Linked DNA regions of Sus scrofa: region 2 is linked to region 1. Evidence: chromatin contacts called from public Hi-C data. All regions are on one chromosome and are shown on one strand. Each heading gives the region's core, a stretch centred on a gene start, on an enhancer-like site or on the middle of the called end of the contact. The rest is flanking DNA. Distances are from core to core; before and after follow the strand shown. Region 1 holds the start of ITPR3 (inositol 1,4,5-trisphosphate receptor type 3). Region 2 overlaps ITPR3 (inositol 1,4,5-trisphosphate receptor type 3).

The links. A called contact is a pair of places that touch in the nucleus more often than the background predicts.
Region 2: a contact with region 1 is called in a Hi-C map of omental adipose tissue, with 1.7 times the contacts expected there. The contact joins the enhancer-like site here to the promoter of ITPR3 in region 1. A contact is called at or near these places in 2 of 5 promoter capture datasets (fetal liver and liver), 20 of 47 Hi-C or Micro-C datasets (alveolar macrophages, blood, brain and 10 more) and 1 of 2 datasets of contacts at active chromatin or transcription factors (skeletal muscle).

What each region holds. Positions count from the first base shown.
Region 1 is chr7:29,832,983-29,840,238 of Sscrofa11.1, reverse strand. ITPR3 (inositol 1,4,5-trisphosphate receptor type 3) reads right to left here and starts at 4,317. Exons shown (of 58, transcript XM_013977794.2): 1 at 3,957-4,317. The coding sequence starts at 4,045.
Region 2 is chr7:29,895,994-29,902,346 of Sscrofa11.1, reverse strand. ITPR3 (inositol 1,4,5-trisphosphate receptor type 3) reads right to left here. Exons shown (of 58, transcript XM_013977794.2): 52 at 5,815-6,007; 53 at 5,294-5,398; 54 at 5,078-5,205; 55 at 4,224-4,389; 56 at 3,602-3,762; 57 at 2,486-2,647; 58 at 1,045-2,135. The coding sequence ends at 2,067. C7H6orf125 reads left to right here. Exons shown (of 4, transcript NM_001243451.1): 4 at 81-258. The coding sequence ends at 208. Among named protein-coding and RNA genes, the nearest start is that of C7H6orf125, 31 kb to the left of the region's middle. Within about 2 kb of position 2,731, at least 10 of the 83 cell types and tissues checked have an H3K27ac peak or open chromatin away from gene starts, as enhancers often do. A contact at or near this core is called in alveolar macrophages, omental adipose tissue and retroperitoneal adipose tissue, where this site is marked.

The DNA.
Region 1 (7,256 bases), core at 3,068-5,567:
AGCTGGAATTTTTTTTTAATTTTTTTAAAGACCCGTAGGGGAATTCTCGGTGCAAATCAGAGGACAGCCAGGCTGAGGAAACACACTCTGAGAAGGTAGGCCTTGTCTATACCACCTACCCAGTTGGTAACAGAGCAGGACAGCCATGCCCTGGGGTGCTCCCAAGCCAAAGGTCCTGACCTCTAGTGCCCCCCTCCTGGGGAAGCAGATCAGGCTGGGAGATGGACAGGGAACCCCAAGGCAAGGGGGGGAGCCTTCTGACCCTACTCCCTGCAATCACCCAGCCCTGGGTAACACCAGTCCAGAGGCCCTGAGTGCCCCCAGGTGGTGCTCCGAGGCCCAGCCATGTGTGGGCACAGGCCATCTCACAGTCTTGGGAGATCCCCTGCAAGACCCAGGTCACCTGCATACCCCAGCTCCTCCTGGTGGTCTGGGGGTCACCCCTCTGGGCACGCAAACGACACCTTCAAGGAACCAGGTGTGACCCTGAGGGGCCCGCCCCACACACTCAGGGCCAGTTTCCAGCAGCCACTGGCCGGAGCTGTAGTAAATCCTTCGCCTCCTACTGCCACCCTGCCCCTGCTTCTCCCACCCAGGTGAGGGACCGGGCAGTGTCCCTGGCCTCCTCTCCTGCCAGGAACAGGCGTAGGCCTGCCTTCCCTTCCCAGCCAAGGTCTCCACCTGCTCCAGGATCCACTCCCCAGACCCCTCCCGTGCTCCCAACCAGAGTTAATGTGCAATCTTCCCTGGCAGCTCTGACTATCCAGGCGGCTCTAATTGGCCTCCTCCACTTGGCTCTGCAGGGCCTGGCTGAAACCTCAAGGCTGCCCCAGACCCCCTCCCCTACCAGCGCCCCCCTCCCCTCCCAGCTGAGCCAGCCCCACCGCCCACTGTCAAATTCACTTCCTGCAGCCCTGACTGGGCACCTCTTGGACACCACCACTGGGCGGGTCCTGGGAACTCGGTCCAGTCAGCCTGCAGGGTCCGCAGACACGGAACCAACAGCCAGGGGAAGGTGAAGGGGCCAGAGTTGAGGATGGAGGCAGAAAGATGCCAGCGAGGACAGAGCAGAGAGGGAATCACTTAGAGCAAGGCTTCTCTTTAAGGCATCAAATCCCCTGGGGATCAAAGTGCAGATTCTGACTCAGTAGGACAGGCAAGGGTCTGAGATTCTGTATTTTCTTTTCTTTTAGGCTGTGCATAAATCATGCAGAACTTCCCGGGCCAGGGATCGAACCCACATGACAACAGTGACATGAGCCACAGCAGCGACAATGCCAGATCCTTAACCCACTGAGCCACCAGGGAGCTCCGAGACTTTGTATGTTCTGTAACAAGCTTCACTGTGACACCGAGGACCAAGGACTACACTTTGAGCAGCGGATGACTTAGTGTTTAGAAATCATTCTCTCATTGACTCAATTTCTGAAGAAGGGGGAACCACGGCTCCCATATTCACCCCGGGCCCACTACAGTGCCTGAGTGGACGGATGGTGCCATTAGTTAGTTAACCCTGGCCAAGTGCCCAGCATTAGATGCCCCTAAAAAAACCCTCCAACTAACTGGAAAACAATACCAGTAACACAAGAGAGGGACTTGTAGAAAGCAGCCAGAAGCACAGGGGGGAAAGGGGTTAATTCTGCCGGGGGGGGGCTGGATCTCACAAGAGGCCACTGGCACTAGGTCTTAGAGGTAGGTTGGTTTTACCCAGGTGTAGACTGGCTGAAGGGCAGGGGGGCAACACAGGAGCAAAGGTAAAGAGACAGGAGTTCCCATCGTGGCGCAGTGGTTAACTAATCCGACTGGGAACCATGAGGTTGCGGGTTCGGTCCCTGGCCTTGCTCAGTGGGTTAACGATCCGGCGTTGCCATGAGCTGTGGTGTAGATCACAGACACGGCTCGGATCCCACGTTGCTGTGGCTCTGGTGTTGGCCCGTGGCTGCAGCTCCGATTAGACCCCCAGCCTGGGAACCTCCATATGCTGCGGGAGCGTCCCAAGAAATGGCAATAAGACAAAAAAAAAAAAAAAAAAAAAGGTAAAGAGACAGAGAGCAAGAGCCTGGGGTAGGTTCCAGGAATTCCGGTAGTATATATAGTGCCCCCCAGCGCCCCCCCCACGGGTGTCCAGGTGTGGAGGGGGAGGTGGGAAAGAAAGAGCAAAGATTTCGGGGTGGGGGGTGTCAGGAAGGTTGGGAGCTGCTGGAGGTGTCTGCCCAGGGAAGGACACCAGGGGCAGAAGGCCTCTCAGAGGTCACTGGGCCCTGCCCCCGATCAAACTGGTCAGCGGAAGTGGCCTTCCCTCCTGGGGCAGGAAGGCCAAGGCGGGACAGAGCTGCTAGGAAGTAACAGAAGGGAATTCTTGGGGGGGGCAGCCTGTATGGGAGGCGGAATGTTTCCCTTGATTGGGTCAGACCTATCAGATGCTTAAAAAGCCCCCACTATGGGCTCAGGCCTGAGCCAAGCACTGGGCAACAGAGAAGCTGATTATTCCCCAAAGCCCCAGCACTGTTCAGACCCAAGGAGGGGGGCTTCCACCACCAGCCTCCATGCCCCCCACAGCCCTGTACTCTCTGCTCCTTCTCTGTGCCTCCCCTCATGCAACAGCCGGTTCCCTGGGGGATGGGGGGGGCACAGAACCTGGCCAGATGTGGCTCACCCCCTTCCTCTGGGAAAGCAGGCAGGCAGAAGTCAGCTCCCCGGGGCTGGGGAGGCCCCACCAGCACCAAGCGCCCGGAGGGTGCAGAGATAAGGGGAGCAAGCTAGGCTGGAATTGCCAGTGAGAAGCCCCTGTGGGCCCGGCCCATCCACCATCCATCTTAGTGGATTCCCTTCCTTACCCGCCTAAAGCTAAACTCCCAACAAGCCACCAAGGGAGGGAGCCAGGTGACCCCCCACCACCTCTGGGCTTGGGGAGCCACCCCAGGGCTGAGGGCGCCAAGGCCATCCCCCTCCTTGTACGAGGCTCCTTGTAGCTGGTTGCATCCCCAGTAGGAGCAGCAGAAGGGGATGGGTTTATCCTAAAAACTTGGCTGGGTGTGGTGGGGAAGATGAGACGATTCAATACAAGTCCCAGACTGAAAATGTGACAAAGGAGCAGGCGGTGCCCTGAGGCCTGGCTGAAGATGGGGAGAAACCACACAAGCTCCCATCCGCAGCCATTCACTCAACTGCTCCTCTTGAAGATAAACCATTCTCTCTAGTTGTTTCCCGGCCCTGTGCCTGCTTCAGGCCTGGCCCTCTCCTGGGACTTGAGCTGATTCTTTGCTTATCCAGACCCTGGGGGGTGGCGGCCAGAATTAATTAATGTTTGTAAAGTGCTCCAGAGATCCGGGGGACCAGGGACCCAGGGGCGCCAGATGAGCTGCGCAGGAAATTGACCGGGCGGGGGAGGTGGCAGCGTGGGGACCTGGGACGTCTGGAAGAGAAGGGCTGGGAAGATACCCCTGGCGCGCGGGGGGCGGCGGCGGGGGGCGGGGGCAGGACGGGGAAATCCTGGGAGGAAAAACTGCGTCCCCTCAAAGGTGCGACGGGTCTATAACTAGAGGGCTCCGGGGTGAGCCGCCCACCCCCGCAGCTCCGCCCCACCCCGGAGCTGGTCACGTCCAGGCCCGGATGCCTTTCCTCAGCTGAAGCCCCAGCCACCCACCTGCCCCCCGCACTGGGACCACCTGCAGAGGAAGTTTCGGCGTCCCCGCCCCTTCTGAAGAAAGGCGAGCGCGCGAGAGTGGCGGCTTCGCGGAGAGGGCGCCTCCCGCCAGCTCCGGCAGGGCGCCCGACTCCTACCTGGGCAAATATCTCACTTCCTTTCTCTAAAAGGAGGCGAGCCGTTCCCCAGCTCCTGGAGGTTGGGGACGCCCAGGTCCTCCGTCGGAGGGAGGCGGCAGGACGCACGCAACTGGCATGGGAGCCCACTCGCCCCCTCCCCGCCCGCACCCCCTTGAACTCGGCTCACTCACCCCAAAGTGCTGATGAAGCCATTGACGGAACCCTCGGCGTACAGGGAAACGATGTCCCCGATGTGGAGGAAACTGGACATCTCGCTCATGGCTGCGGCCCTCCGGGGAGCCGAGGCGGTAGGGGCGCCCAGGGGCGCGCGGCCAGGCTTGGGGCAGAGGGCCGAGAGGACCAAGGAGGCCGAGAGCGGCGCGCCCCCAACTCGGAGCCGGGCGCTCAGCGCGGCCGGGGCGGACTAGCAGCCCGCGGGGCGGAAGGCGGCGCGGCACGGCCCGGGAGCCGGTGCTGGTGTCCGGGGGAGGAGGTGCCCGCGTCTCGGCGCACCGCCGCCCGCCAGCCCGGCCGGCCGGCCCGCGCGTACCTGCGGCGTAAAAGAGCAGGAAGTCTGGGGCCGCCACACACACATGCAAATCTCGCCCGGGAGGCGGGGAAGCCACACCCCGCCCCCCGCACCCCGCCGCGGCCCGCCCGCCGGCACCCACGTGCGCCCGCCCGCCTCCAGCGCCCCTGGCGGGTCCCGGGCCGGGCCGCCCGCCCCGCGAGACTCCGAGGGTTCCCGGGACAGAGTCCCAGCTCTGGCGAGTGTCCGGCCGGACTCGCCAACCCGCCATCCCCGGGAGGCCCAGCTGTAGCGGGGGCTCTCCGCCCTCGAAGCTTCCACACTCTCCGCGTCGGCCCGCGGGTCGCTGAGAGTCGGCGCCGCCGCCCGGGGAAGGGGGACTCCACCACGAGCCGCGCGCGGGGGCTGTGTTCCGAAGCGCCCCGGCCGCGGTCGCCCTCCGGCCACTGCGCCGTCTCCGCGCCCAGCTGAGAGCCGTCTCGAGCGGAGAGGCGCGCTCATTACTTCGCAGCGCAAATTGGGATTCATTTTTCTCAACGTGAAAAGCCTTTTCATTGCACAATAGAAAGTGCTCGGGCTCGGAGGGGAAGTGAAGCAATGGGGTGGGTTTTGTTTTTTCTCTCCGCATTCCTGTGTACAAAGAGATCCAGCTTCCGAATCAGTTCAGCCGCTCCCTCTCCAGGAGTTGGCTCCGGAACTCTTGGCTCCTTCTGTCTTTCTTTCCTTTTTTTTTTTTTCCAAGGGGGGAGGTGGCAGGAGTGAAAGTACCTTCCTAGTTAATAGCACACACGAGCGCCAACCTTGCCAAGGCCGGTGCCGGCCCCCTGGGAGTGACCCGCTGCGGTGTCTCAGCCAAGCTCTTGCTCACCAAGTCCTGCCCTCCAGCGCACGGCCGGGCTCGCCCACTTTATGTTCTGTTCCCGGGTGTTTGCTTACCAGTCCTTTTAGTTTAGCATCTGGGATAGAGTGCCCACTGCCACCCCCATTCAATCCCTCCGACGCCCCCCACCCCCACCCTGACTTCATGGGAAGGGGGGCTGGTCCCTGGGAGAAAGGGAGTAGGGACTGAGGACTGAAGCAGGAAAAGAAAGACCCGAGAGGGGTGAGGCATAGAGCAGAGACAGCTGCTGACCCACGGGAGGGAGAGGAGCCCCTGGAGTGTGGTTCGTCCACAAAGACCCCCAGAATCCTCGAGGGAGAGGAGGCCACCTCTGAACTCCATTGCTGAGCTCAATGTTTTACAATCTTTGCACCAGGAGGCACCGTAGCAAATAAATTTTACATCGGGCCAGTCCCACCTTCTCTATATATAAGCCAAACAATAGTTTCACAAACAATACTTACCCTTATGACCCGTGATTGCACTCCGATATTTTTCTGTTCTATTTGTGTTATGTTTCGTTTTGTTTTGTTAATACTGATTGTGAACCACTAAATTGTTCTGTTAAATGTACCAAATGGGTTGCAAATTGCACTTGGAAAAACCTCGTCCAGGCCACTCTGCCAAAAAGAGCTGACCTCAGGGTCAGGCAGCAGGTTCAGGGCAACTGGGGCCAGAAGGCCAGTCCTCAACCCCCAGCCCCTGACTGCCAGCCTGGCTCTCTCTCCACTGCCTCACACTGCCCTTGAAGCCTCAGCTCTCCACCCCTGGAGCCCAACTGGGAAAAGCCAGCCACTTGAACAGCTTCACTTGCTCCCAGAGGTCAGGCCTCCATGGTGTTTCCTGCAGAGGGAAGGGAAACCTCTGCGTTCGTTCCATAAGCATTTATTAAGGACCCACTCTGTGCCAGGCCTCTGCTGGGCACCAGGCTCCAATCAAGCCACCAGCCTCAGCCCAACTGCCTTCTCCCCTTCCCCAGACAGAGATGATAAAGACAGTGGGCTGGAAACACCCTGTCAGTGTCTGTACTATAGCCTGGACATGTGCCATCCTTGGCACAGGCACATTCAGGGGTCCACAGCCTTCCTCCCCTGGGACTCAAGATGGTTCCATAACTCAGCCAAGGTCTTACAGCCAGGAGGTGGAGGAGGTCGGGCCCATCTCCAAAGCACATGCTGCTGGCTGTCCCTCGACCTTCAGATTAGAACATTCTGAGTGGAATTCCCATTGTGGCTCAGCCGGCTAAGAACCCAACAGTGTCCACGAGAATTCGGGTTCGATCCCTGGCCTTGCTCAGTGGGTTAAGGATCCACCGTTGCCCTGAGTTGTGGTGTAGGTCACAGACGTGGCTCAGATCTCACTTTGCTGTGGCTGTGACGTAAGGAGGCAGCTCCAGCTTGGATTCAACCACTAGCCTGGGAACTTCCATATACCACAGGGAGGTTAAAAAAGGGGAAAAAAAAAAAAAAAGGACAGCGTGTTCAGTCTCACTTCCCCACCTCTGTACCTAGGCTCGGGATCCCCCCCCACCCCCCTTTTTCTATTCCCAGGGGTAGAATAAAGTCTCCTTCTCTGATGTCCTGGAGCAGCAATCTTTAAAGTAGTATGAAAAATTTTAAGAAATAATGTTAGGGGAGTTCCTGTGGTGGTGCGGTGGAAACAAATCCAACTAGGAACCATGAAGTTGTGGGTTCGATCCCTGGCCTCGTTCAGTGGGTTAAGGATCTGGCGTTGCCGTGAGCTGTGGTGTAGGTCGCAGACAAGGCTCAGATCCCACATAGCTGTGGCTCTGGCACAGGCTGTCAGCTACAGCTCCCACTGGACCCTTAGGCTGGAAACCTCCATATGCCTCAGATGTGACCCCCCCCATAAGACAAAAATACAAAAAAAAGCAAAAAAAGAAATGTTAAATTTAAAATAATACATAAGAAATATAGTGAGTGTCCTGCACCTTTCCTCCAATTTTGTCAGATCTTAATATTTTGCAAAACTTGATTCCAATATACATTTTTAATTAAATCTTGAACATTCAGTTAAAAAATGAAAACAAATTTCAATTGAAGCTCCTTATGCACCGCACGC
Region 2 (6,353 bases), core at 1,482-3,981, 64 kb before region 1:
TTGCTTGTGTGGAAACAGATGTCCTGAGGGCCAACCCATGTAGCCATTTTAGACCCTGGTCTGCTGTCTCCCCTTTGCAGATACCTTGGATGAGTTCAAGGAGATGGATAAAGGCGTGTGGAAGAAACTGCAGGAGAGGTTTGCCCCCAGGAATCCCGAGGAGAAACACAAGGCCTGGGCCCGCGCCTTGTCGCGCCCGCGTACCTGAGCGCGAAGTCTTGTTTGCTGCCATCCTCAATAAAACGCCCCAATCCCCCATCTCTGGCCTCACAGAAAGGAAGCCTTTGCTCTAAAGAAAGCCTGGCCTTTTGAGAAGGGAGCGGGCTGAACACACGCCCTGCCTGCTGCGGCTAGGGGCTCCCCAGGGATAGGAAGTGGGGCTCGCCTGGGCCTGAGAAGGGAAGGTGACACGGCCTCTGGGCCAGGTGCTTCCTGAGGCCACAGGACCCCACCTGCCAGCAGGGGTCTGGCTGGCTCCAGACAAGATTCTCAGGCTCCTTTTGTTGCAGGAGCTCCTGGGAAAGAGCCAAAAATAGCGGAGAGGGCATCCTGTGCAAACAGAAGGATGGGAAAGCCTGCCTGGCGCCCTTTCCCACTGACTCAGAACAAGCCGGTCCTCTGCCCTGACCTTGCAGAAGAGTCATGTTCCAGGCTGGTCAAAGGGATGGGGCAAAGCCAAGACGGCCTTGGTCAGGCTTCTGCACCCCAATTCTGCAGGAGGCAAGGACACAGGGTCACCTCACTGTGCCCCAGAACCTTAGCCCTTACTGGGGGCCATCTGTACTCCCTACTGAGGCTTCTTGTCAGGAACAGAGCTGAGAAAGGCAGGGCACCAGCACCCTTTGTTGGGAAGAGCTGGGAGTCAGGTCTTCACCTCATTGGTCCCTGACAGCTCAGTATGTTCAGGGATGCATTAAATAAAATGTAGTAGTTCTGTCCAGGAAGTAGGACATGGCTCTGCATCTCCCAGGAGCCCCAGTGAGGCCAGGCGGCACATGCTCACCCCCCTCCCACACCCAGGTGTACAGGAGACAGCCCCCCTCCAAAGGCCTGGGTTTATTCATTAATTTATGGCAATCCACTTTAGTTCTTGGGCCAAAGGATTTATAAAACATTACACTGAAAGGAGAAGAAACAAGCCGCTCTTAACATGGCCCAGCCCTGTTACCTGGGCATGACTCCCCGGGAGACCCGGAAAGGGGCAGGTTCTGGGAGTACGTTTCTCCATCCTTGGGTCACCGGTCCCCTGGGAGGGGGGGGGTGTGGACTCAGCAGGGTCTGCACACTGTCTACAGCAGGTCTGAGGCACTGAAGGAGCCATTTGGCCCTTGAATAAGTTAAATAACAAAGCCCTAAATTCACTAGTAACAGCATCACTGCGGCTGCTCCAGAGGAGGCAGCAGCCAACATGTAGTGCTTGGGATAAGGAGGCCACCTCCTAATCACCCACCAGGGGGATATAGTTACTGCTTTAGAGCTCAAGCAGGGGAGTGGCCACCATAGCTCAGCGGTTAACGAACACCGACTAGTAACCATGAGGATGCGGGTTCAATCCCTGGCCTCACCCAGTGGGCCAGGAATCCGGCATTGCTGTGAGCTGAGCTGAGCGTGGTGTAGGTTGTCAGCTGTAGCTCCAATTGGACCCCTAGCCTGGGAACTTCCATAGGCCACGCCTGTGACCCTAAAAAGCAAAAGGATAAGCAGCCCTCCTTCGGAACTTCCATAGGCCACGCCTGTGACCCTAAAAAGCAAAAGGATAAGCAGCCCTCCTTCAAGGGGACTCGCCTCCTCCAAGTAAGGCACACAGGTGAGCTCAGGTAGGTGAGCTGAGTCCCCGTCAGGTCTGCTCTACGGGCTCAGTCTGGGGCAGGACTGGCAGCTGTGGTGCCCCCTCCAGGCAGTCAGGGCTGGGCTGACTTGGAGGGGTTCTGGCAGAGTGGGAGCTAGGGGTGGGGTGGACACCCAGCCTGGAGAGGCTGGCGGCTGGCAGGGCCCTCTCCACAGGGAAGGGCCGAGTTCCCAGGCACGGGTCTCCGGGGTCTGCGGGCCTTTGACGCTGTGGCCTCTCAGCGGCTCATGCAGTTCTGGACGTCCACGAAGCCCAGGCGCTGCCTGCGTTTCCGCTGCTCTGTCATCTGAGGTCGACAGATGCCGGCAAGTCAAGTCAGGTCGGGTCAGGACGCTGGGCACCCCCTCCCCACCGCCCCAGGCTGCAGATGAATGTCAGCCCTGAGCCCTGGTCCTCAATTTGTGAGTCACAACCCTGACATGGTGCAGCTGGGGAAGCAGCGCCTGCCCGACTCTAATCACTGCCTCTAATCACTGCCACATGGGGCAGGGGGGCATCGGAGACTCGGAAAGAGGCCCCGGTCTCCCCACCCACCCGCTACAGGAGCTGGACCGCCCCCACCTCCCCCTTGGCAGGCTGGGTGTGACCAGAGCCAGCCTGGGGCTGCCCATCGGGGCAGCAGAGGCTGGGGCGCACCTGCTCCTTGAGCTCGTTGAGCTGGGTGGTGAGGTGGGACACCAGCTTCATGGTGGAGTTGAGTTTGTCCTGAAGAATCCGGATCTCATTCTGCTCCCCCTCGCCCTCATTGCTCACCAGCGACATGGCCCTCATCCGGGGGAACCAGTCCAGGTTCTTGTTCTGAAAAACATCTCCATGGGCTGAGCAAGCATGGGCCCAGCCTGGGACGGCCTCGTGAGAGACGCGGTTGTATGGGGGAGTCTGCTGCCACACCCTCGGCCAGATGACTCTGCAGGAACGTGTCATGGGGAAATCTGAGTCGTCCAGGGTCCTCCCTGGGCCCCGGGGGAGCTGGCAGTGAAGCCCCTGCCCAAGGCAGGCTGATTGCCTTAGCCTGGAGCCTCCTTTGGTACCCGCACCATCTGTTTACTCTTACAACGCCCTGCGAGACCCTTCCTTCCTTCCTTCCTTCCTTCCTTCCTCCTGCCTGCCCCACACCCCACACCCACGCCCCGCACCCCAGGAAGATGAGCCAGGCAGAGAACACGCCGGTGGGGGGGAGGGGGAACCCAGCAGCTTTCTGGTTCCTGCTGCAAACTGAATTTTTCAGACCCAACAGATAATCAGTCCAAATACAGACTTAAAAGAGACTAGAACCCTGCTCCCTTTTTCCCACCAAACAGGTCTTCCCTTTCAGGCTGCAGTTCATCTGTAGTGCAGTCTTTTGAAGATGTGCTACAGCTGATGGGACTACTTCCTATACCCTCGATGCCACCAGGCCTGACTAGCCTCTGCCTTCACCCCCTTCGCTACTAAATGGAACAGTTACGTTTGATTTCTCCTAAGTCTGATGGTTTCAAGTTCTTCCAGGCACCCTCTGGCCCAGCTGGAGAGGCCCCTAAGATGGGGGCCACAGAGCAGTGGCCATGAGCAGGTGGCCTATATGTCAGGCGTCTGCAGGCCCTGGGACCCCACCCCACACATGCTCTCGGGCCCCTCAGGTGAGCGGGCTCACATGGGCTCTTTCAAGACACCAGAGCCCACCCAGAGGTGTGCAGGGAGCTGGCTCCAGCTACCCTTCTCCTGCCAGCTCTCGGCGGGTGTCCGCCGCCCCCCGCCTCCCGCAGGGCACACCTTAATCATCTGGGCCACGTAGCTCTCGGGCCCTGTGTAGTCAGTCTTATTCTTCACGCGGACCAGCACGATGAAGTACAGGTAGTTCCACATGTTGTGCTCAAACTTGATGTGTTCCTCAAAGGACACCGTCTTGTTGTCAAACTTGTCCCTCTCCAGACCTGAGGGGGCAGAGGTGAGGGTGACCCAGGGCCACTGCAGCTCTGGGGAAACATGCACCTGGCTAGGTCACTTCTACTTAAAACAGCAGCCACTTAGACACAGAGCTCCCACCCAGCAGCGAGGCCTATGGGAGCCCAGGGGGCAGGAAGCACAGAGAAGGGGCCTCCAGGCGACCTGCCCCTGGGCCTCCAGTGACTGAGGGACAGCACTTCACATGGAGAAAAGCTCTGTACCCAGACCACAGGGTCAAGGCCATGGACCAGGCTTAGGTCCTCGTCTGAAACCCAGAGTTTAAAGGCCAGTCCCTGAGGCCTTTCCCGCCTCCACCTAGGACTCCACGTTCCGGCAGGGTCCAGCTCTCCCCAGCTCCGGGCCAAGTGCCGCTGAGCCATCAGCCCAGGACAGGCTCCCAGGGGCCACAGGGACCCAGGAAGGCCTGTGGGCAGGAGCGTGGCCTCACCACAGATGAAGCACGTAGTCTTGAGAACCTCCTCCTTCTTTTGCTTCTCACTGCGCAGGTCGGCAAAGGTGTCGATGATCACCCCAAAGATGAGGTTCAGCACGATGATGATGACAATGAAGAAGAACAGGAGGTCGTAGACCACTCGGGCCGGGAAGAGCGACTCCTGCGGGGGAAGCAGCAAGGCTGGGTCGGTCGGGTGGGGGCTCGGAGCCCAGCTCCACAGAAGGAGGTGGCCCCTGACGCCCAGCACCCTGGGGATGGCAGAGTGAGAGGCGCGACCCGAGGCCTGGGTGCGGGTGGGACTCAGTGGCTGGGATGCAGCCCCTGGGAGTCTGGCGTGGGAGCCAGGCTGGCCTGTTAGGGGAGGAGCAGCTTTGAACTCCTCTGCCTGCCCTCAGGATGCCCCTAGAAACTTCTGTTGGCCAGGAAGTGGCTTCACCCCATGAGAGTGGGGACACACTGACCTGGGATGCTGGGCTGCCCAGCCAAACCCCGAGGCCTCCTCATGAGCCAGCTGAGCACCCTGGCCCTCAGGCTGGAGCTCTGCCTTGAGGATGAAGCGGGTGTGGCCAGGGACCCACCGCTGACTCACACCTTCCCTACCCCGGGGAGACTGGGGGCCAAGGCTTTTCCTTAGTGAGCTGGTGGGGGTGCCCGAGCTGGAAGGGCAGGGACAGCTCAGCTACACCGTAACAGCACAAGACTGAGCGGGAAAAGGGGTGCAAACATTCAGGGACCCACCACCCTGAGGATGGGAGGCCAAGACGCTCTACTTGGCTGTGACCTGAGGGCGGAGCCCTCACAGCTGCTGCCCTGAACAGAGAGGGCTACTGGGGTGGGGGCACACTCACATCTTTTGAGGGCTTTCGGAGAATGTCGCCTACGCCACCACCATTGCGCAGCCCATGGTTCATGACGGTGACAATGCACATGAGCAGAGTGTCACAGGCCCGTTCCGTGCTGGCCTGCTCCTCGTCCTCTACAAGCAGAGTGCATGCTCATCCCCAGGCTGGACCACTTACCCCTCCTCCCACTGCACCGAGACCCCAGAGACACACCGCCCGCACCTTCCAGGACCTGGGGCACTGAGACCCTGGAGACACAGTCCATGTTGTTCCCACTGCACGTGTCCACAAATGTGGCAGCTCCATGTGGCATCCCCAGGGGGCTGGCTGGAGGGAACAGGGACAAGGTCACCAGGAGGTTCCCCTGGTTCTGTCCCCAGCCTCATACCCTCCAGGAAGCCCACCCTGAGCCTCGAGCCTCCCTACTCCACCCACTACAGGGAAGGGTCTTGATGCAGCTGCTCCACAGGCTTGTGTTCAAGGGCGGGGAGGGAGATCTGCACCCCACCAGGGACACGGGCAGCCCCACAAATACCGAGTCTAATGTGAGCCATGGTCCGCAAGCCAGAGCCACCCCGGGCTCTCCCAGCCCTGGTCTGTCCCAGGAAGAGGGAGGCAGACGGGTGTGAGCTGGACCACCCACCCCAGACCCAGAGGAGAAATTGCAGTGGGCGTGGTGGGCAAGAGCTCCCAGGCCCTGGCCTCATCCCGCACCCCCCGCCCCAGGAGAGGCGCCCCCAGACCTCTGGAGTGGTTGCCTGGCAGCCGGTCGACCTCAAGGATGAAGTCGTCCTTGAGGAAGAGGAAGCCGACGATGGAGAAGAGGTAGACCAGGATGAGTGCCAGCAGGGCCGTCAGCAGGATGGAGCGGCCGTTTCGAGTCACGCTCTTGATGACATTGAACAGCGTCTCCTCGCGGTAGATGAGGTCAAAGAGCTGCAGGGCAGAGATGGGTGAGGGCTGGGGACACCACTGGACCCAGGGCTGCCTACCTCCCAGGGGTTCCCCAGCCTCCCCCAGGGGGCTCCATGCTCAGGCAGGTGCAGCCAGGCCAGCAGTCTCCAAGGAACCCGGGTTTCTCAGGCCCAGGAAAGGGAGAGGGGGACCCAGGGAGAGTGTGAAGGTGGGATGGGCAGCAAATGCCACACAGTGGTAAGAAAATGGCTAGTTGTATGGTGCATCTGCTGCGTGCTTTCTGTGCCTTAGCTCACTCCACCCTCACAATTATTCTAGAAGAGAGGTGCTGTTAATGATCCCTGTTGTATAGATGGGGAAACTGAGG